Linked DNA regions of Mus musculus: regions 1, 3, 4, 5 and 6 are each linked to region 2. A link is a contact called in public promoter capture Hi-C data. All regions are on one chromosome and are shown on one strand. The core of a region is the stretch at or near the end of the contact, and the rest is flanking DNA. Distances in the headings are between cores, read along the strand shown.

Region 1 (3,591 bases), core at 13-2,512, 1.2 Mb before region 2:
TTTTTTTAACGCTGCAATGGCATGCTGTCAACCTACAAAGCTTAGACTTGAGAACAGCTCAAACCAGTTATAAACAAACACAGAGCCTCAGTGATGGGAGACACGGCTCAGCTTCCCCCCCCCCCTCCGGTGTACCTAAAGTAGGAGCTGCAGCTACAGAGGATGTTCTTGTGGGCATTGAACTCGAAGCCATTGACTTTGATGACCACGTCGCAGAGCTTGCCCTCAAGCCGGAGCTCGTTGAAGATCTCACAGGTCATTGCACTCATCTTTCTTTCCATGTGAGGCTGGTGGAACCGGGTGGAGGCAGCGGTGCTCTCCATCTCCATGGCTCCTTGGGACCAGGGGAGAGAGGCTGCTCTCCTGGGGTGTTGGGGAGGGTTATGGGGGGCCCCTTTAGCCAGCTGTCGCTCCTTTTCCCTACTACATCTTTCATATAGGGACCATCAGGCAGCCCAAGTTCCAGAATCCTGGGCAGTGAGATCACTCAGGATTGTGCTCTCAGGTTCTGGAACCCCCTTCTTGCCCCTTCTTTTCCTCCCCCTCCCCCCAGAACATACAGGTAGACCACCCCACATCTCTTTCCTCGACCTCAGACCTAGGGCAGAACTGTGACCACCAACACAATTGAGCCTTTACTGAGTCTGCTGCTTGTTGCATCTTCAGGTTGGGTCCCCACCTCCCTGCAGCATCCTTCCAAAGCTCTCTCTGGGCTCCCCATGGGTGCAGAGGCAGAAGCAGAGCTGATCAAATATCATGCTGGCCAGGGTCTTCCAGCCCCTGAGATGCCTTACTGCCTTACTTTGCTTGTGGTGCTGATGAAGAGCCAGTTAGGGAAGTGTCTCCTGGATACACCCCCTGTCCAAAATGCACTTGAATACCTAGTGGGTTGTTCTTTGCAATGCAGGGGATGAAATTCAGGGCCTCATACCTGCAGGCAAGAACTCTCTCACTAAGCAGTGACCCCCAACCCCAGTAAAGATTGCATTTGTGTTCCAGAAAGAGTGAGTGACAGGCGCCCATACACACCAAAGCCTCATGACAGCCAGCCCACATACAGGACCCCAGCGTCTTGGTACTCCCCCCCCTCGCCCCCCAACGTTCCCCCACCCCCACACACAGTAGACCATCTTCCCCCACACACCCCCGCACTCCCCACTCTTGCTTCTCCTGCCAGTATCCGGAGCCAGCCTGGAAACGGCCTGCAGCTCCTAGACCGACGCGACTAGTGCGAGGCGACGCCTGCGCAGTGTGGCTGTAAGGCGGGCGCTGTCTTCGGGGCCGCCCACCAGGCCAGCGGCGTGATGGCGGAGGAGGTGAGGCCACGGGCGGGGACGGTCCCGCGTGGCGGGATCGCGGGTGCGGAGAGACCCAGCTGTCCTGATGCCCATCGCGGCTCTCGGGTCAGCGGGTCTCTTGGGTCTCACGACAGGTAAGCAGCCTGATGAAGGCCACGGTCCTGATGCGGCAGCCCGGACGGGTGCAGGAAATTGTGGGCGCCCTTCGCAGGGGCGGAGGAGACCGCCTGCAGGTACCGGGGCTTGGGGTAGGGCGGGAGGGTGCCTGCCCTGCGGCCTTCCCGCCAACTGGGGTTCGCGCTCTGCGAGCCTGCGCCCTAGGGTGGTCATGGACAAACAGATTGGTTCACCTCGGGAAAGAGCCTACCTCCCCCAGTAGCCAACTTTCAGAGTAGTCAGATGTGACCCTTTTCCTGCCGCTTGGTTTTAGAAAGCAAGTGGGTGGAGGCCCCCCTCCCTCCCCCAGTCGAAGATAAGGGAGATCCACAAAGGTCGGAAGGCACCTTAAGAAAGAACCAGTGTATAAAGATGCCACAGAAAGTCACCCCCACATTTGGGGGACTTTGTTTTCTTCAGGGTTAACTCGTGTCCTGACACAGGATGTCACTTTTTTCCTTCTTTCTTCTGTCTCTCCCTAACCTTGCAAAGGCTTTGCTGCAGCTTGGTTAGACTTCCTCCGCTACCCCAGGCTGAGGCAAGGGCCAGGATAGACCAGTACCTAGTCAACCTAGTCAACCTAGTCAGTCAACCTAGTCAACCTAGTCAGTCAACCTAGTCAACCACCATCATCCGCCCTTTGTCTCTTAGGTGATTTCCGATTTTGACATGACCCTGAGCAGATTTGCTTACAATGGACAGCGATGCCCTTCTTCCCACAGTAAGTCACATTTTAGCTTTCCTTGTAGGGCTCAAGATGACAACTGCTATGGAGCAAATAAAGGGAGTCTTGTGTGTGTGTGTGTTTTCTTTTTTCAGATATTCTGGATAACAGCAAAATTATCAGTGAGGATTGTCGCAAAGAGGTGGGTCATTCCCTTCTTTGCTCAAACATGGCTGTGGTATGCTTCTGGGGTTGAACCACAGCGTCCAGGACTGAAATCTTAAGAAACTCCGTTCCTTAAACACAGTGTGGGGAGACCTGTAATCCCAGAGGCTGAGACAGGAGGATCCCAAGTTCAGAGGCTGCCTGGATTCCAGAAAGAGTTCAAGGTCACTTAGGCAAGGAAAAGGAAGCTGCATGGGTGTTGGTGGCGCACACCTTTAATCCCAGCACTCAGAAGGCAGAGGCAGCAGATCTCTGTGAGTTCGAGGCCAACCTGCTCTACATATTAAGTCTCAGCCAGACAAGGATAGATAGGAAGACCTTATCTCAAAAACAGAGGGAGTCTGGGTCAGAGGAAGCTTATCAACCATTCGAGACACTCTGGATTTGCTCCTTAGTTTCACTTGGTTTTGTTCTTCCATCATTCTTTTTTAAAAGTTGTTACAGTAAAGGAGATATGGTTTTCTTATTGGGTTTATTTTTATTATTTTAAAGTGTATGTGTGTGAGTGGGGTACATAGACATACAGATACCCTTGGAGGTCACAGGAGTTTAGAGTCGTGAATTGCCTGATGTAGGAACTAAGAACTGAACTCCAGCCCTCTGGAAGAGCAGTCAGTGCTCTTAACTGCGGATCCATCTCTCCAGCCCCTGGATCTAGTCTTAATCCATGAGGACAGCTTTTCCTTATTGGCTGAGACACAGTGATGGGTAGTTTGTGTGTGAGCACTATGCTTACTGCTCTCTATGGGGTTTGCACGAGACTTGGATGCCAGATCTAACTGAACAACCCTCTGCTCCCAAAGGTAGAGAGAACTACCTACCATATTACTGTCTTTGTCTAACATGTGAGAAAACAGGTGCTTAAAGAGGGTGAACCGTTTGCCCCAGGGTCATTTGATGGAGTTGCAGGTGTTGGTTTTATAGAGACTTTGTCCCAAGCTCTTTGCCCCATTTTATGCCATGTTCTTGATGATGTCACTTTCTGATAAGGGAGCAGATTCGGAGAATCTTCCGAATGGATGTGAATCCATTGCCGTAGGGTGTGCACAACACTGAGACGCCAACTCTAGAAGCTTGGCTTTGATTTACTCGGTCCCAGGCTTGTGCCCTGAGTGGTTTTTCTTAGAGCAGAGCCAGGCTAGGCTCTTACACGTGGCTGAGCTCATTCTTGTAGATAATCAATGACTTGGTTTCTGTTAGTCACTAAGGTTGCATACTAATGTGTATTGGTTGCTTGCATTGGTTGAT
Region 2 (3,424 bases), core at 260-2,759:
CCTGAACTACGTAGTAAGATCCTACAAACACACACACACACACACACACACACACACACACACGCATCATAACCATAATTATAAAATCCTATAATTCTGGGGAGATATAATAGTAGACAGCATTATTTGAAAAGTGCTGCAGGCCGGGTGTGGTGGCGTACGCCTTTAATCCCAGCACTCGGGAGGCAGAGGCAGGCAGATTTCTGAGTTCGAGGACAGCCTGGTCTACAGAATGAGTTCCAGGACAGCCAGGGCTACACAAAGAAACCCTGTCTCGGAAAACCAAAAAAAAAAGAAAAAAGGAAAGGAAAGAAAAGTGCTGCAGGACCTGTTCGGGACCCTGGATTCAATCCCTAGCGCCTCACAGAAGTAAAAAGAACAAGAAAGAATGCCATGCCGCTGTCCACTTAGAACTCAATCAATTCCCCTTTTTTAAGCCAATTTTGTGCCAGCCCTTTCCCACCACAGCATGCAGACACCGCTGAGTTTCAGAGAACTAACTGCCCAGCTGGGAATGGCACCTTGCAGCATGCATGCGCGTGCACACATGCTCCGGAGCACTGTGCCTGTACCCCCTTTTCCACCATTCCATAGTCCTTGCTAAGACCGGGAAGTAACAAGGCTGGAATTACTGGGCAGAGGAAGAAGCCACTGGATCCCTGCTGTAATTGTGTGGATCCTACATTCACCTTCTCTATGCTCTTTGTGTTAAAAAAAAAACATTTTCAGATCATTCCCTTATGCTATGCATTCATCTGAAAACAAAACAAAACAAACCTCTCCTTTAGTCTTTCCTTACAATACCGGTTCATTTCGATAATTTCACCAGAGTATGAAAATATTGGGCGATGGAAGAACTGGACAGTATTATCACTTATCACTTCTAAAGATACCTCACTTCCTGTTGTCACAACCAGGATAAGGGCCAACAGGTAGTCCCAGCATTCAGCCAGTTTCTCTAGATGCTAACATTGACCTTAGATAACCACAGATGCTCTGTTCATTTTTCCTCCACCGTGACGTGACCCACACTAGCCAAGTGTTCTCTACTTTGTATAATCCGCCAAAGTATTCGTTAATTAGTTTAAAAAAAAAATAGCCCTGGAATGGTCCAGAAAGGTGGCTCCACGCACACTCACTGAACAATTACATGTCTAGCCCTTAGAAATCATTGGTAATTATGAAATTGTCCGGTCCAGATGCCTAAAACTTTGTTTTCAAGACTTTCCAAGATAGCAGATGGCCCAATCCCATATAGAGGGTATCAGATACAGGACCGGCTTGGGAAAGTTCCAGGAGGGCATCACAAAGAAACACTGAACTGTTTAAAGACAAGCGAGGCTGAGCTGAACTGGCCCTCCTGGGAAGGGATGTGAATTGTCACAGGTATGCCAGCTGGAAGGAGTGAGCTGACATCTGAGGACCCTAGGCGCAGAAACCCGCCGCCATCACTCGACCTCTAGAAACATCTGGGAAAACTACAAAACTCCCGTGTTGCTTTTCGCTTAGGCGGAGGCAGGGGAGCCCCGCTGGGCGCCAGCAAGGACCTAAACGCAGCGACCCGGGTCCTCCCCGCCTACATTCTCCATCTTCTCCATTCATACGTCCATCAGCGGAGGACTGAAGACCAGAGCGAAGGGAAAAGCCAGAGTGCATGGTGTGTGGGAACTGCGTCCCACCCTCTCCCGGGAGAGGCTCCGGCGAGCCTTTCCCCTCCGGCGCCCGCCTCACGCGGCGGCGCCCACCGCCTCAGTGAAGCCCCGGGCGCGCAGTCTGCGCAGTTCCTGCCGCCGGGCCGCGAACCAGGGCCCGCAACGCGGCCCAGCCTTCTCCGCCCTCCTCGCCGTGACGAATCGGCGCCCGACTGGGACGGGATCCAAATTGGAAGACTTCTGAGGAAACCCAGGAGCCTGACGAAATTTTTTTTAAAAATCCTTGGCGCCCTAAGCCTCGCCGCGTGCTCACTGGAAGGGCTGTTCGTCTGCCGGGAGCCGGCCGCGGCCGGCAGACAATTCCCGGGAGCGTGTGGAAAGTGCGAGCGCGGAAGCTCCGGCGCGAGGGGCGGGGCGAGCGCGGGACAAAGGGAAGCGAAGCCGGAGCTGCGGGCGCCTGCTCGGCCCGCGGGTGAGTGTTTCCCAGTGGGCCCAACCCGGTCGGGGAAGGGTGGCGAGCGGTGGTGTTTCTGCTTGGCGGGACCCCGAGCTCCCGCGGGGTGCTGGGGTTCGGCCTCGGCTGCGAGGCGGGAGCTAGAGCCGGTGCGGCCTCGGTGAGGCCTAGCGGCGGCGGGGCAACCCCGTCCGGAACAGCTCCTCGGAGGCGCCGGTAGTCCCTTTCCGCGGGACTCCCGACGCCGGTGAGCACCAATGCACAACCCCCTGCAGGGGAGTTTCCAGAAAAGCTCGCCCTCCGCCCGCCACAAAACTCCAGGGAAAGGATCTCCGGAAACCCTCTGGGCAAGGCCAGCGGGGATCCTCACCCACCACGAAGGTGGTCGTCCCCCCCCCCCTTTGTTTATTTTTATTTTTTATTTGGTTCAGGCAGCGACTTAAGGATTCCCGGGGTGGCCTGGAGTGAAGTCTGAGACGGTGTGGGTTGGGTTTAAACCCATCTCTGACAATTCCGGGTCTCTGGCCTTAGACACTTAATCGCCCCGAGACTGTTTTCTTCCTTTGTAAAATGGGGACAGTCATACGCATCGGGTAGGGTCGTTGTGACTAGTGAGTAAGACTGTGTTATAAGCCTGACCAGTAAGGTAATTAATTCAATAAATACAGAGTTGCGTCCCAGGCACAATGGTTAGATCCACTCACTACTAGAGTTTATATGCTTAGCCCGGGAGAGCAATCATTTGTAAGTATTAGCAGTGAAGTGTAAGGTACCAGGGACCCTGTCACAGTTTCTGTCGGGGCTCCCCACAGCAAGGCCTACTGGGTGTTGATGGAAGGAAAAAAAGAGATGAATTGAAAAAACTTAGCTATTTCCACATCAGAAACTCTTACCTTGATGATTTGAGGCACTTCCTTAAAATGAAAACTAGGAGAAAAAAAAGTGTATTCACCATCCTTCTAAAAATAAGTTTTCATCTCTTATGCATTACCATTTGTGGTCTATGTTGAGTAAGGAACAAGCTCAGATATGTCCATGTTTCGAGCTGGCCATACTAGGACCAAATTTATGAAGACTTGAGCTATGTTTGAATAATACAGTAATAAATTAGACCATCCCTCCTCTCTTGCAAGGCAAAACCTAGCACATTCACATGTTGTTGGAGGGAAAGTGCCGCTGGTCTTTGTAAGCCATGTAGGAATACAGAGACGAGATATAATTTATTCTGTCCCGATGATGTATCAAGAAAGTACCTGAGATAATTTCTGAAATGAGCTGTAAAGGAACAACATGTGTCCTGTAAGTAGCCTCAGAAAAT
Region 3 (3,464 bases), core at 163-2,662, 1.0 Mb after region 2:
ACACGACTTACAAAATTTTAAGACAAAGCAACAAACAGCTAAACGAGTTCTGAAGACTATGCACCCGCTAGGTAGAAGCAAGTTCTCACAGCTGAAAGTTCTCCATTACTGCAAAGTACCTTACCTACCTTGCTTGAATAGTTGGAGGCACTTGGAATGTTTACTTCTCAATTGGGCGAGGGGAAAGCCAAACTTACCTAAATGACTTGTCAAAGAAGAACACTGAAAGCTTTAACAAAATGTTAAAGACTCATTTTCAATTCCTCCCAACCGACCCTACCTTAGGAAGGACAGACAACAGCTCACCTGGGGAGTGGACTCCGACTCAGAGACCTCTTGCTCAGGAAAGGGCTGCTTGATCGCCTTCGGCCATAGGGGCTGGGTGATCTCCCGCTGTAAGAGCCGCTCCTTTCATAGCTGGAGGACCGTCTCCGGCTATAGGGACTCACAGACCTCTGTCGTCGGCTGTAAGGACTGGGTGACCGAGTGCTGGACTGGTAAGCAGAAGGCTCTTTGTAAGGTGGGCTGATTGACTGCCTTCTTGAGGTACTTCCAGGACTCTTCTTGTAGGAGTCATAGTTGCTAGAAGTGTGAGACCTTGGGGGGCTAAGATCGTAGTCTTGGCCATAAGAAGCTCCGGAAGGGCTGTCATCTTGCTTGGAACTGTCAGACCATTTCCTATGGGGACTCCTGGATCTCCGTTTAGGGCTAGCCACGGTTTTGTAACTTTTGGGTGTTTCCCTTTTCCGATGACTTTTACTCCGGTCCTTGTATCCAGACTTTAACTCTCGCTCTTTGCGGGTCTTCTCCTTGTGCATTTTGGACGACCTGGATTCCTTGCTGCCGCTTTTGGATAGCTGGGCCTTCCCATAATCATCACTCCCCTCCACGGACCGTTTGGAACTGCCCGATACCCGGTCCTTCATAGATCCAGATTTGGAGACTTCCTGATTTTTTTCCTTTTCCGTCTGTTTAGTTTTTAGCAAGTCTCGGGACCGCCGGTGCTGGTGGTGACGATGTCGGTGCAGGCGATCGCTCCGATCCGTTCCCCGACGTTCCTCGTTCTCCCTCCGGTCTGATTTGAAGGCCGTGTCATCGGAGAAGGTGTCTGAATCAGAGCTGATGTCATCGTACTCCACCAGTGGTTTGATTATGGTACCCAAAGATGCCGCTTCGGGGGTCACCAGCCCCACGTCTTTGGAGTGCTTGGACTTATGCCGCTTGTGCTTCGACACCAAGCGGTGACGCTCCCTGCTGTTGGAGCTGCCACCTCCCGATGACGGCTGCGAAGTTCCAGAAGCTCCTCCGCTCCCGTCCTTCTTGCCCCCATGTCTCTCGGAATTGGGCATTCCCTTTCCCCGGGCCTGAAGCAGGGGAAAAAGTTCCCCGGCGCTCCAAAAAGCCCCACCCTCCCCCCCAGCCCCGACTCCACGCCCCCCGAAGAGCCCCTAGACGGGGGTGGGGAGGGCAGGGACCGCAGGCGAGGCTCCTCCTCCCTCTCGCCGCCTCAGCGCCCTCCTACATGAGGTGGGGGGTGAAGGAGAGAGGGAAGAAACCAAGAGTTCCTCGGCACGGGAGGAGCGCGACGCCGGGAGCTGCTCGAGTCCGCCCCTCACGGCCGCCCACCCCCGCCGAGCCGATATTCGGGCCCGCGAGCCCTGGCGCTCAAGGAAGTAGGAAGGCGTCCGCCGGAGCCTGTGGGGCCGACGGCGGCTCTGGAGCCCCGGGAGGACTACGCAGGCCCTTCCCCTACCCGGTCGCCCGGCTCGGGGCGGCTGGCTTCCTGTCGCCAGGCCTCCGCGGCCTAGGTTGCCTCAGCTCCCCCCCTTTGTCCCTCGTGCCTGAGGGAGCCCCCTTCGCTAGCCTCCGCCTCACACCGACACCTCACAGCCACATCTCACTCCCTCGCCCAGACTCACTCACACACTAGATTAAACCGAAACGGCACTAGAGGGGGAGGGGGAGGGGCGAATGCCGCAAGTATCGCGAGACTCCGCTGGACTCCCGCGATACTTGGCGCTTCCCTTTTCACCTCGACACATTCCTTCACCAGAAAACGCGAGAACGGGACCCAAGCCGCAAACGCAGCCCGTTAGATTCTCGCGATACTTTTCCAACTCCCCCTTTTGGGGGGCTTTATAGGAGCGGAAGTTGCGGAGATTACCTTTAAAATTTAAACCTAAATGGTAATTCTTTGATTAAATATCCCCAGGTTCCGGTGGGGATGGGTCTTAGCACAGCTTGTAAGAAGTCTTTTGATTTAATAGGGTTTAAAAAAAAAAAAAAAAACAAGGGACAAGTGAACATTGGGGACATTACAGCGCAAGTTTGAATATTGGGGATTCTGGTAGGGCTTGGGTTTCTGAGACAGGGTTTCTCTGAGTAGCCTTGGCTGTCCTGGAACTCACTCTGTAGACCAGGCTGGCCTCGAACTCAGAAATCCGCCTGCCTCTGCCTCCGGAGTGCTGCGATTAAGGGCATGGAGCACGCACCACCACCGCCCTGCTTTAAGTCTGAATGTGCAAACAACGCTTGGTACTGCGGAATTTGCTGAGTTTAGGCGTTTTGCATTCATTTTCTCTGCCCTCACACCCATGGGACACTGTCCTCATTGCGAATTTACAGGCAAGGACTCCCGGATTCAGGGGGGCTAGTCAGTAGAAAGGTTAGAGTGCCAAAGTTGGGGGAAATGTCAGGATGTCTTACAGCACGTTCTTAGTAACCCAGGCTGGACTCCCAGTTGTGGCTATTCAGCCTCAGCCGTTTCTCGACTGCTGGGATGTTTTACCATAACAAACGTCCAGTTTCTACAAACAGAGAAGACAATGAGACTCGGGGAAAAAAACGTGTCTAAGCCTATGTGCACTACCTTCAGGAAGTGCCAGTTGTAACGTCTCCTGGAAGTATTTTTCTTTTTATTTCTTTTTTTTTTTTTTGGCTTTTCGAGACGGTTTCTGTGTACCACTACCGCCAGGCTCTGGAAGTATTTCTTTTATACTACATTTTAGGGTGGATAAGATTCTAAGCTGGTCGTTGCCACACGCCTTTAATCCCAGCACTTGAGAGGCAAGGTAGGCAGAGGTAGGCGGATTTCTGAGTTCAAGGCCAGCCTGGTCTACAAAGTGAGTTCCAGGATAGCCAAGGCTATACAGAGAAACCCTGACTCGAAAAACAAAACAAAAATTCTACCCTAGGACATCTTATGTCCAAATTTTCATTTTTCCTTCCTTTTCCTTTTTCCTTTTCTTCCCTCATCTTGCCTACTCTCTCAGAGAAGTTCTCCAGTTAGCCTGGAGCTCACATTTGATGCCTAAGCATCAAAACACCACACAGGAGTTTAATAGGCGAGTGATGGCATGTGGGACTGTCAAAAATTTGAAGACAAAATTTGTAAACTCTGTGAATTTTCACAACCAGTGAGAAGAGTGTCTGTGAGAATAAAAAATGCTCTTGAGCGGGGCAGT
Region 4 (3,459 bases), core at 638-3,137, 1.2 Mb before region 2:
GTGTGTGTGTGTGTGTGTGTGTTTGTGTGTGTGTGTGTGTGTGTGTGCGTGTATGTGTGCGCGCTTTCAGGAAGTCCTTTTCTAAACAGCCACTCCCCCAACTCCCACCCACACAAGCTGTTTCCTCTTGTCACTCTGTACGCTCTCTGAGAGTTAGGATACTTTAAATTTTCTGTGCAGCCAAGGTCTAGGCTGGCACCCAGCATACAGTTGGTACTCAGTACCTTGGTTCATGCCTTGGGTTCATGTTACAGCCGCAACAGCAGTCATCAACCACAGGAAGAAATACCCACGGCTCCTTAGGCCACCTACTGAGTTCTTTTGGATGGCTCAACAGCCTTGTCTACTCTGAAGGGGCTTGCTGCCTCGCTTTGGTTTAGACCTCTGCTCCCTTTCTTTCCATCTAATGTCTGATTTTCCCCCAAATCCGTCAAAGTTTCCTTACATCATTATTTAATCTCCTTTGTCTGTTTCTCCCTGGAGCAGTATCCAGCCCCCCCCCGCCCCACCCCCAAAACACACTGACCCTTCTGCTCTGGGACTTGAAAGAAGGTGTCGGCCCAGGCGTGGTGGCGCACGCCTTTAATCCCAGCACTCGGGAGGCAGAGGCAGGTGGATTTCTGGGTTCGAGGCCAGCCTGGTCTACAAAGTGAGTTCCAGGATAGCCAGGGCTATACAGAGAAACTCTGTCTGGAAAAACAAAAACAAAAACAAAAACAAAAAAAAAAAAAAAAGAAAGAAGGTGTCGGAGTTTAGAGTGTACCATATTTCCTAGTCTTGTGATCTCTTTGGAGCGTAGTTTTAAAATCGCATTACATTTTATTTACTTTTATGTGTGTGGCACTTGTGCCAAGGCGGGAGATCAGAGGACAGAGGACAACCTGTGAGACTTGGCTGTTGTCTCCCTCCATGAGGTATCAGACTCGGGTGGTCACATCTGCACAACTGAGGCACCACACAAGCCCATTAAAAATATTCTTTTAACATGGATCATTTCGATCCCACTTTGAAGACCAGGCTGGCCTCTTAACTCACAGAGATCTGCCTGCCTCTGCCTCCTCGAGTGCCACCACTGCCTGGCTGCTCCAGCACTTTTTAAGAACTGTCTCGAACTGAGACAGTTTAAATACTGACATTCCTCAGCTGTTTAAGTGCTACTACAAAGCTTATTTCATTTAATCTCTCCAACCTAAGATAGATAAAGCTAATGAACCCACTTTACAGAAGAGATACAGGGTGAAAGGTACACTAACTAGCCTAAGGTCATACAAAGATTAAGGGGAGAACCCAAACCCAGGCCTGCTAATTCTAAACAGAAGGGATCAGGGAACACTCCATCTTTTGTAGGGGGGAGAAAATCCCAACCCAGCACAAAGCCTATGAAATGCTTTACAAACATCTTATTACTACGTTGAGGCAAGAATGAATAAGCCTGACGCTGAGTTGGCTGGCTAGTGAAGGCGTCAGTCCTTTCCCATGCCTCCCCCTGACTCACCTGTTGGACAGGTAGGGGGGGAAGGGGAGAATAATGAGTCTTACCTGCTCAGGGCTAGGGTGGGGCAAGTCACGCCCCACCTGATCCATTGGCTTTTTCCTTAGTCTTACTGACAGCCCTCTGTCCAATCATAAAGAAGAAACTTTCTATTTGCCAATAGATGCAGAGTGAGGATGAGACCTCAAGTTGGCGTCCACCCCAGAGTCGAGTGGCAGTCCCTGGGGCCAATGGTGAGCGCATAAACAGAGGCGGCCGTGGTAGAGGTCCCGGCGCGAGGCTCCGCCCCTCGATGGGATAGTCAGGCTGGGCAGCCAGTGAGATAGCCTCAGAGGGTGGGAGTCTCCCTAGGGGGCGGAGCTTCGAGGGGGCGAGAGGTGTGGCTTGGCTGTCAGGTCCCTTTGCCTTTTGTTCGGTTACTGAGTTGCTGCCTTGGCCAGAGTCCGGAGCAGCCGCCGCCCGAGTGCGCCGAGCTCAGTTCGCTGCCCGCGCCGGCTCCCTCCCGGCCAGACCCGACCCCGATTCGGCTCAGCCCGGCTCCACGCTCAGGTACACCCGATCGGGGTACGAATCACTGTGGGAGAGTAGGGACAGCAAGCGGCCGGGAGGCTGGTTCCAGCGGTTTCAGGGCAGGTGAGGGCGGGTGTCAGGGAGCGCATCCTACACCAGCGACAGGGGGCGCGCTGGGGTCCGGGGCGCGGGACCCTTGGGACAAGCAATCTGGGTTGGAGCGCCCCTCCAGGCTCGGTGAACCGCAGGTCTGAGAAGGGTGGGGAGGAACTAGGGCAGGTGCCTCGGAGTTCGCGCCTCCCCCAGGGCCCCAGAGCTCGCCTAACACGGCGTCCCTGACTCTCCCCTGGAGCTGACCGAGCAGACTTTGACCCGCTCCGCCTGGTCCCGGAGCTCACGGTGACAGGAATTTACCGTTTGGGAAACTTGCTGCCTAGTCTCTTTGGGGCCACCCTCACCGCACCCCACGCGTCATCCTCGCTTTCTCTCCCTCCCTCCCTACTCCCCCAGGCCTGGGTGGGGCCCTATTGTCTGCGCCCAGCTTTCCAAACTGTGGGGGCCGAGTGCACATTTTCCCAGGGACGCAATTCCCACCTGCTGAGCAGAGCAGGTGAGCGCTTGGAAGACGGAGGCCCTGCCCTGCAGCTCCGAGCTGGACCTGTGGCGCCTCCCTCCGCTCTAGTGTACGCCGGTCAATGCCTTCTCCTACGGAGGTGGGATAGGGTGACTGGGGAACTGGTGAAGGGTCTGGGCTGAGTGCCCTACCGATGTCTGACACTGGTGGCTTGGCCTGGAGTCTGGGCCGGTAGAGAAAATTTAAGAAGCACTCGCCCAGTTTTTAGTAGCTGTGGTTTCCAGAGTGTTGATAGGGAAACAGCAATATCTTTTGATTTCTGCAACCCATTCTTGTTGAGAAATCACTCCAAACAAACTTTCCAGGAGAAAGTAACCATGGGAGCCTTTTCTAGGATTTTTCTAGTCTCCTTGTTGAGAGCTGATTCTAGGCTTGGTGGTACTTCTTGGAGGAAAACCCCTTCCCCCAGTCAGCTCCAAGCTGAACGTAGCCAGTGTGTGCGCTTTGACCCTGTTCTCCCTGCCCCCAACTCCATCCTGTTTGCCAGGCCCCTAAGGCCTGAGGTAGGGACCAATGGGGGTGGGGTGGGGGCGTTGCTGAAAGGGGAAGTGTCTTCTTCCTTCCCCCTCCTCCGGAGACCATCACACCCCCTTATATGAGGCCTGCTAAGTATCTGTCCTCCCAAGCTCTGCCCCTTCCCCAGGAATGGGGTTGGGACAGGGCTGGGCCAAGCTAGGAAGATGAGGAAGAGTGATTAGTCTTTCCCTAACTCCCCCATTCCATCCCCGATTTTATTTAGCTGGCTGACAATTGAGGCAGGATAGCATAGGGCAGGAATGTTGCTGGCCGGTCCGCTGGGTTTCTAGATTATGAAGGTGCATTC
Region 5 (3,642 bases), core at 236-2,735, 1.0 Mb before region 2:
GTGGCAGCCTGGTAGTCTCAGCCCAAGAAGCTAGACCGGCTCTACCTGGCTCCCTGGGGGTGTGTGTGTGTGGGGTGGGGCGGCGGCAGCGGTGTTTGTGAGTGTGGGGGGCATCCTGTTTGCTTTGGTGGCTTGGCAGCGCCTGGGCTATTGGGGAAACCTCTCCCAGCTGCCGATGGGGGCTGTCTAGACCTGTCTGGGAGGAGGAACCCATTGGCAGTCTGAAACAAGACCTCATTCCGCCCAGCAGGCCTCCCAGGACCCTGGGACTGAGGGCTGGGCTTAGGATAGTGGGTGGGGCTAGGTGGAGCTAGGGGGTGGGGCCTGTGGCCCACCCTGGGGAATCATGCTGTGGTCTTTGTCTTGGGGAACCTGGCATGAATGGGGTGGGGTAAGAGTGTTAAGCGATATCTTTTTTTGCTTCCCTCTGGTTGGGACCTGAGCTGTTCTATCCTCTTAGGTCTATCAGGATACAGAAAAGGGTAAGGAACGTGAAAGGAAACAACTCATTCATGGTCCCTACAGACTCCCTTTCATAAGGGAGTCTCCTATGCATAGCTCTGTTTTCCCTGGAACTTTAGCTGAGCTCGTGTCTGCCCACCTGGTCCTGGAAGCTGTACTGTAGGAAGGAAGTAGAGAAAAATCTAAAAGGGAAGTCTGGGCTTCCTAAGGGACTCAGGGATGGGGACAGTTTCAGAAAACTGGCAAGAATGGGCCTTATCCCTGGGTGTTGGGACTGCTCAGAGGGGTGATTCCTGGGTCAGGGGTGATGCAGCTAGTGACGAGCAAAAGGATGTGCTATGCCAGCCCACGGCTTGAGTGAACTGGGCCTGTTTGGACATCACATTCTTTGCTAAGCTCTGATTTCCTGCCCAGGTTGGCAATTGGAGGCTTGAGGTAGTTTCTGTGTTGTGTGGTGGGCCTGGCGGGTATAGACCTAGTTCTCAAGTCAGGATGTGTACTTGGTCTTTCTGATTTCCCCAATCCCCAGATCCAGGCTTTTCACACGCGGGTAGTGGCACGATGGGAAGGAAAGACACCTCAGGTGTGTGGGGTGCCTAACTCCCTACCTCATTTCCCATCAAACTGGGGTGGCAGCTGCCTGGGAGGGCTGGGTAGAGGTGATGTCGCCAGCTCTTCTTGTCCGTATTAGGTCATGGGAAAGCGTAGCTGGAGGGCCTGCCTGAATCACAGGTGACAGGCTTGAGACCAGAGACAGACAGACCGACACACGCACATGCACACACACACACACACACACACACACACACACACACACACACACGACCATGATACCCAGGACAGGGTTTGGTGAAATGAAGCAGAGCCCAGAGGTGGGAGGGGAGGGGGCCCATAGCCACCTGGGAGCTGGCGGGTGTCCAGGGGTGATGAAAGCCCAGGGGAATGGAAACAGCGGAGAGCCTGTTGTAATCGCTACGCCCACTGGCTGCCCTATAAAGGAAGCAGGCGAGCCCCAGCGCAGCACGCATCTTGGCGCCTCTCTTCCTCCCAAGCCCTCCAGCTCCACATCCGTTGCCCGCTGCCACCATGACCACCACCATCCGCCAGTTTACCTCCTCCAGCTCTATCAAGGGCTCCTCTGGCCTGGGTGGAGGTTCATCTCGGACCTCCTGCCGACTGTCTGGCAGCCTGGGTGCAGGCTCCTGCAGGCTGGGGTCAGCTAGTGGCCTGGGTAGTGCTCTTGGGAGCAACAGTTATTCCAGCTGCTACAGCTTTGGCACTGGCAGTGGTTATGGAGGCAACTTTGGGGGTGTCGATGGGCTGCTGGCTGGAGGGGAGAAGGCCACCATGCAGAACCTCAATGACCGCCTGGCCTCCTACCTGGACAAGGTGCGTGCCCTGGAAGAGGCCAACACTGAGCTGGAGGTGAAGATCCGAGATTGGTACCAGAAGCAGGCCCCGGGGCCAGCCAGAGACTACAGCGCTTATTACCATACCATTGAGGATCTGAAGAACAAGGTAGGATTGCTGGCGGGAGGGGCATAAACCACCCACCTCCTGCCCTCATCAAGGCCTGGAGTCAACTGGGGCTGCCACAGGGTCTCTAGGTTCTAGTTTGACCCATTTCCCTTTGAAGGGGCAACTGGCTGGGCCAGGAACAAGCTGGCATTGTGAGGCTCCTTTGAGTGTCTGTTTCCTCCTGGAGCAGTCTTCGTGTCATTGATGCCTAGACTGTGAGACATCATGGTCTAGGAGGTGGAATCATGATCTAGGTGGAGGGCTGGTTCCGTAGAGTGGAGCTAGATTTGTGAGTGTCCCAGGAAGAAGGGGCTTGGGGGTTGGGTTCTGAGAGTGTGCCCCACAGCAATGCTAAGAGAGGAAGCAGGAGAGGGGTAGGGCAGTGGACTCCTGTGGGAAGGCTCTGGGGACTTTTCTTTTCTGGCTTCCTTGGCATTTCCTTTTGTCCCTAAGGATATTCCAACATTATCTAACTCCTTCCACCTTCCAGCTTGAGGCCTCTTCAGCCCTCAGGCTGAGACTGGCACCAGGAGGGTCGGCATGAGCAGACAGCACTAAGCTTCATCTCATTGGACTCCCTCCCATCAGTCCATCTCTGCCAACAAGGGCAACACTGCGTAGGGAGTGGCTGGCAGGAAAAGGGGTTTTCTCTGAAAGCAGTGAATCCCAGCCTCCAGCCAGGAAGCCTGGCTCAGAACGTGGACCTGGGTTGACCCATGCTAAACTCAATGACCTATTGCTTTGTCATCTCTCCAGATCCTTGTGGCCACCGTGGACAATGCCAGCATCCTGCTCCAGATTGACAATGCTCGTCTGGCAGCCGATGACTTCCGTACCAAGTGAGTCCCAGAGGGTTACAAGCTGAGGGGGATTCTGGGGCAGCTTCCCTTACCCTATGACTTCTCAGAGGACAGGGGAGAGGGCCTGGGAGTTATGAGCTGAGCCGTTAGTTGGATGAGCAAAGACAGCCTCTTCTGAAGGTAGCTGGGGGAGGGGGAAGCAGAGGAGGAGTCAGGAAGCCAGTGGGCATGGGGTCTTGTCTTGTGGTTGTCCCTGGGGTTAGGGTTGCAACTTGCTTCCATCCCACCCTCTGATCCTCTCTCAGTTGTTCTGGCTTTGGCAAAGGGAAGGCAGAGATGACACCAGGACAGAGACCTATGTTGTTAGAGCATCCTGGCCTGAGGTCTCTGGTTTTTCATTGCAGGTTTGAGACAGAGCAGGCTCTGCGCATGAGCGTGGAGGCCGACATCAATGGCCTGCGCCGGGTGCTGGATGAGCTGACCCTGGCCAGAGCCGACCTGGAGATGCAGATTGAGAATCTCAAGGAGGAGCTGGCCTACCTGAAGAAGAACCACGAGGAGGTGAGGAGTCAGGGTCAGCAGGTCAAAGAAGATGAGGAGTGGGTGGCAGAGCCCTGGGGTTACCTGCAGTGGAGGGCGTGGGCGAGAGGGCTTGTTGAGTTTAGTCATCCCATAGGGCTGCCCTTTTTCTTTAGAGTCTTCATTCCTGTGGTCCAGAGCTTCCACACATCCCTGCATCTTAGGGACCTGCTGGGCCTCAGAGAGGCCTTCCCTCCTCTCCCTGCCTCACTCACAGTGACAGAGGAAGAGGGAGAGGCCCAAGCGCTTGTTTTAGTTCCAACTCTTAAACTTGGACTGCACA
Region 6 (3,714 bases), core at 117-2,616, 1.2 Mb before region 2:
ACCAACCAAGTCTAATTAATGACTCAAGTTCGAGTTCTATCCTCTAACGTAGTGATGTTCATTAAATTGTGCTTTGTACTCCACACGAATACCCTACCATAAAAATAAATAAATGTAATTTTTAGGGCTATTTACTTATTGGTGCTGGGGTGACTAAACTGCCCTGGTTTCTTTTTTTTTGTTTTTGTTTTTCGAGACAGGGTTTCTCTGTGTAGCCCTGGCTGTCCTGGAACTCACTCTGTAGACCAGGCTGGCCTCGAACTCAGAAATCTGCCTGCCTCTGCCTCCCGAGTGCTGGGATTAAAGAAGTGCGCCACCACGCCAGGCTTGCCCTGGTTTCTTACATAGCTCATGTTAAATTGGGTGTGCTCGCCGGGCAATGGTGGCGCATGCCTTTAATCCCAGCACTTGGGAGGCAGAGGCAGGTGGATTTCTGAGTTCGAGGCCAGCCTGGTCTACAAAGTGAGTTCCAGGACAGCCATAGCTACACAGAGAAACCCTGTCTCAAAAAACAAAACAAAAAACAAACAAACAAAACAAAACAAAATTGGGTGTGCTCAGGAACATTTTAGTAATCCCAAAATCCAGGAGAAGAATCAGGAGTTCAAAGTCATCCTTAACTACACAGCAAGTGTGTGGCCACCTTGGGCTACATGAGAGACACCTGCAAAAATAAATAACTTTAACGAAGTTATTTTTCTTTATACTGCCCCCCTCCTGGATTGGAAAGATAGTTTAGCAGTTAGGAGTACTCTCTCAGAGAATCAGTTTGATTGTTGGCTCCCAACACCCTTATCAGGGGGGTTTTAACCGCCTTTAACTCCAGCTACTGGGAATCTAACACCTACCTGTCCTCTGTAGGACCTGTGCACAGACACTTTGATAAGAATAAAATTTAAAAATTACTTTCTCTCCAAAGTCAATCGTTTTGTGTTTTAAGACGGGGTTTCTCTGTGTATTCCTGGCTGTCCTTTCTGAGACTAGGTCCTCGAACTCAGGGAGATCAGCCTGCCTCTGCCTCCCAAGTGCTGGGATTGGCACAGGCCAGCAGAGGCAGGGGTAAGGTGGATCTCTGTGAGTTCCAGGCTATCATGGTCTACAAAGTTAAAAAACAAACAAACAAACAAAAAATGTGTGTGCGTGTGATGGCGAGGATACACTCCAAAGCAACATAAAGTAGAAGAAAATTCAACAAAACAAGCACAGGGGGCCACCATAATGGAGGGGCGAGAAAAGGTAGACCTGAGTTTTTTTCTGGCTCCGAGAACTGCGCTTGCCTCGCTAGAGGGCGTAAGCACGGCAGAAGTGCGCAGGCGCGGCTCCGCCCCGCGCGCACTATTTAATCCCAGAATGCCTCTGTGTCGCATCAGACTTGCCGCACCGTTCGGAAGCTGAGGGGGCCGGTACGGCGGCGTCAAGATGGCGGCGGCTGTGGCGGCGGCAGCTGCCGCTGCGGCCGCGGCTGCATCTTTTCAAGTGCTGGAGATGGAGAGCATGGAGACTGCCGTCGCCGGTTCCGCGAGCCTGGCCGCTGAGGTCCGAGGCAGTGGCACGGTAGACTTCGTGACCGGGGCCGGCATCTCTACCCTCGTCGACACGGGCGGGAGCGATCCGGGCCCAGAGGCCGAGGACTTCGAGTGCAGCACTCACTGCTCCGAGTTGTCCTGGCGGCAGAACGAGCAGCGGCGTCAAGGCCTGTTCTGCGACATCACCCTGTGCTTCGGCGGGGCCGGAGGTCGCGAGTTCCGTGCCCACCGCTCGGTGCTGGCCGCTGCCACCGAGTACTTCACGCCCTTACTCTCGGGTCAGTTTTCGGAATCGCGCTCGGGCCGGGTGGAGATGCGCAAGTGGAGCTCAGAGCCCGGACCCGAACCTGACACGGTGGAAGCCGTTATCGAGTACATGTACACCGGCCGCATCCGAGTGAGCACCGGCAGCGTGCACGAGGTGCTGGAGCTGGCCGACAGGTGAGACGACCGTGGGCGAGCGAGGGCTGGGTTGGGGGGTGGGGGGCAGTGTCTGTGGTGCCAGCTCCCTCATTATGCCCGCGACGGGACAGCCACCGCGCCTGGCACTGAGGATGCCCCCTGAGAGTCTAGCTTGTGCGCATTGCACCCCTGAGCGCAGATTTCAGGTGGTAGGGACAAAGGCGATGAAAAACGGTGGGTCGTGTTCGACTCCTGTGATGATGACATTTAAAAAACGGTGAAGGGCTAGCTACGGATCGGAGGAAATGTCATTTAAACCAGCTTCGCAGTGGCAAGAGAAATTGGCCGTACAAAAGGGAATGGGTGCACATTACAGGCTTCCCAAAGGCCTCAGTCAGGGTCCAGGCTGGCTTAGAGAAGAAAGGACGTTAAAAAGAAAATCCAGCGATTCCGGATATGCTGGGTTTAAAGACCAGAGGGTGTGTGTGAGGAATGTTTGGATTTTATTGAGTGTGATGGATGGGAAACTGGGTAGAGAGATTATCTGATTTTAATATTTAAATACGAAATATTTAAATATTTCAAAAGTGAAAAGTGGATTGTGGAAAATGGATTGTGGGGAGCCAGAAAGGACGCCACAGAGGTTGGTTCGGAGGCAGGTGGAGATGCTGGTACTGTTACAAATCCTTTAACACATACCTCTGGAGCGCTAGACACTGACCTCGTTACAGTGCTGGGGGAGGGGGTATATCCAGCAGTGATCAAAACACATGAAAATCCTTTTCCTTATCAAACTCTCTGATGTTTAACAGCGAATATATAGCATGTTGAATAATTATTACAGCTGTGAGGCAGACTGAGGTGTGGGACTGTGCGTCATAGGCCCTAATGGAGAGGAGGTTTTGTTTTTTTATTTCTTTGTTTTGAGACAGGTTCGCACTATGTAATGCTGGTTGTCCTGGAACTCAATCTATAGACCAGGCTGAGAGGAACTATTTTTAAATTGGGCACATAAAGAATGTTCAGAAATCATAGCAAAGGCATATAGGTGGCAAGGTAGTGTGCTTCAGGTAGAGGGAGAAAACAGCGTGGGTTATATAGCTGCATGAAGGAGGCAGGATGAGAGGAGCAAAAGCATCCAAGTGGTGGGGAGGATGGATGGGTCCCTTGGAGCAGTGATGCTCACCCTGCCTAACACTGCAACCCTTCAATACGGCTCCTCATGTTGTGGTGACCCCAACCATAACATTATTTCCTTCCTAGTTCATAACTAATTTTGCTTCTGTGAATATCTGATATTCAGGCTATCTGATATTTGACCCCTGTGAAGGGGTTGCTTGATCCCCAAAGGGGTCACAACCCACATGTTAAGAACCTTTGCCTTAAGGCCTCATGGGCCTGTGAAAGAAGCTGACCTTTCTAAAATTAGAAGGCATTGAGAATGATTCTGTTTTACTTAATAAATTCCATGTCAAAAAAAGGGCAGGACAGGGTGCGGCAAGAGCTGTAGCAGAGACTAGGTCATTGCAATAGTGGTAGAGGCTTGGATTGAAGAAGGGAGGTGATGAGAACTGTGTCATCTGTGTGTATGCTTTGGGATTTATGTATAAGGGTGTTTTACCTGTGTGTATATATGTATAGTATCAGTGCTTGGTGCCTAAGGAGGGCAGAAAGAGGACATGTGGATGCTGGAAATTAAGCCTGGATCCTCTAGAAGAACAGCCAGTGCTTTTAACTGCTGATCCATCTCTGCAGGCCATCTGTGTTTTGAAATAGAGGAGATGAA

The links. Promoter capture Hi-C pulls out the DNA fragments that hold promoters and counts their contacts.
Region 1: a promoter capture Hi-C map of hippocampal neurons shows a contact between it and region 2, with 8 times the contacts expected there. The contact joins the promoter of Nt5c3b here to the promoter of Smarce1 in region 2. A contact is called at or near these places in 5 of 39 promoter capture datasets (cranial neural crest, frontonasal cranial neural crest, hippocampal neurons and 2 more) and 2 of 115 datasets of contacts at active chromatin or transcription factors (embryonic stem cells and pancreatic cancer cells).
Region 3: a contact with region 2 is called in a promoter capture Hi-C map of pre-B cells, with 3 times the contacts expected there. The contact joins the promoter of Cdk12 here to the promoter of Smarce1 in region 2. A contact is called at or near these places in 2 of 39 promoter capture datasets (maxillary cranial neural crest and pre-B cells).
Region 4: a promoter capture Hi-C map of hematopoietic stem and progenitor cells shows a contact between it and region 2, with 4 times the contacts expected there. The contact joins the promoter of Jup here to the promoter of Smarce1 in region 2. A contact is called at or near these places in 11 of 39 promoter capture datasets (the 3T3-L1 cell line, 3T3-L1-derived adipocytes, cranial neural crest and 7 more) and 3 of 115 datasets of contacts at active chromatin or transcription factors (the NIH/3T3 cell line, embryonic forebrain and embryonic stem cells).
Region 5: a promoter capture Hi-C map of embryonic stem cells shows a contact between it and region 2, with 5 times the contacts expected there. The contact joins the promoter of Krt17 here to the promoter of Smarce1 in region 2. A contact is called at or near these places in 9 of 39 promoter capture datasets (3T3-L1-derived adipocytes, cranial neural crest, embryonic stem cells and 3 more), 8 of 115 datasets of contacts at active chromatin or transcription factors (the NIH/3T3 cell line, acute myeloid leukemia, astrocytes and 3 more) and 1 of 9 other capture datasets (pancreatic islet).
Region 6: a contact with region 2 is called in a promoter capture Hi-C map of hippocampal neurons, with 8 times the contacts expected there. The contact joins the promoter of Klhl11 here to the promoter of Smarce1 in region 2. A contact is called at or near these places in 14 of 39 promoter capture datasets (the 3T3-L1 cell line, the C10 cell line, cranial neural crest and 10 more) and 4 of 115 datasets of contacts at active chromatin or transcription factors (astrocytes, embryonic forebrain, forebrain and 1 more).

The regions. Positions count from the first base shown.
Region 1 is chr11:100,438,769-100,442,359 of GRCm38.p6, reverse strand. It overlaps Nt5c3b (5'-nucleotidase, cytosolic IIIB), which reads left to right and starts at 1,262. Exons shown (of 9, transcript NM_001102650.2): 1 at 1,262-1,316; 2 at 1,433-1,531; 3 at 2,106-2,175; 4 at 2,274-2,320. The coding sequence starts at 1,305. It overlaps Klhl10 (kelch-like 10), which reads right to left and starts at 436. Exons shown (of 5, transcript NM_025727.3): 1 at 136-436. The coding sequence starts at 329.
Region 2 is chr11:99,229,102-99,232,525 of GRCm38.p6, reverse strand. It overlaps Smarce1 (SWI/SNF related, matrix associated, actin dependent regulator of chromatin, subfamily e, member 1), which reads left to right and starts at 1,509. Exons shown (of 11, transcript NM_020618.4): 1 at 1,509-2,124.
Region 3 is chr11:98,201,253-98,204,716 of GRCm38.p6, reverse strand. Cdk12 (cyclin-dependent kinase 12) reads right to left here and starts at 1,412. Exons shown (of 14, transcript NM_001109626.1): 1 at 307-1,412. The coding sequence starts at 1,349. It overlaps Gm38963 (a long non-coding RNA gene), which reads left to right and starts at 2,087. Exons shown (of 4, transcript XR_880193.2): 1 at 2,087-2,186.
Region 4 is chr11:100,396,218-100,399,676 of GRCm38.p6, reverse strand. It overlaps Jup (junction plakoglobin), which reads left to right and starts at 1,887. Exons shown (of 14, transcript NM_010593.2): 1 at 1,887-2,041. Gm12348 (predicted gene 12348) reads right to left here and starts at 1,561. Exons shown (of 4, transcript NR_132425.1): 1 at 1,540-1,561.
Region 5 is chr11:100,258,872-100,262,513 of GRCm38.p6, reverse strand. It overlaps Krt17 (keratin 17), which reads left to right and starts at 1,485. Exons shown (of 8, transcript NM_010663.3): 1 at 1,485-1,980; 2 at 2,737-2,819; 3 at 3,185-3,341. The coding sequence starts at 1,549.
Region 6 is chr11:100,470,434-100,474,147 of GRCm38.p6, reverse strand. It overlaps Klhl11 (kelch-like 11), which reads left to right and starts at 1,366. Exons shown (of 2, transcript NM_172565.2): 1 at 1,366-1,967. The coding sequence starts at 1,420.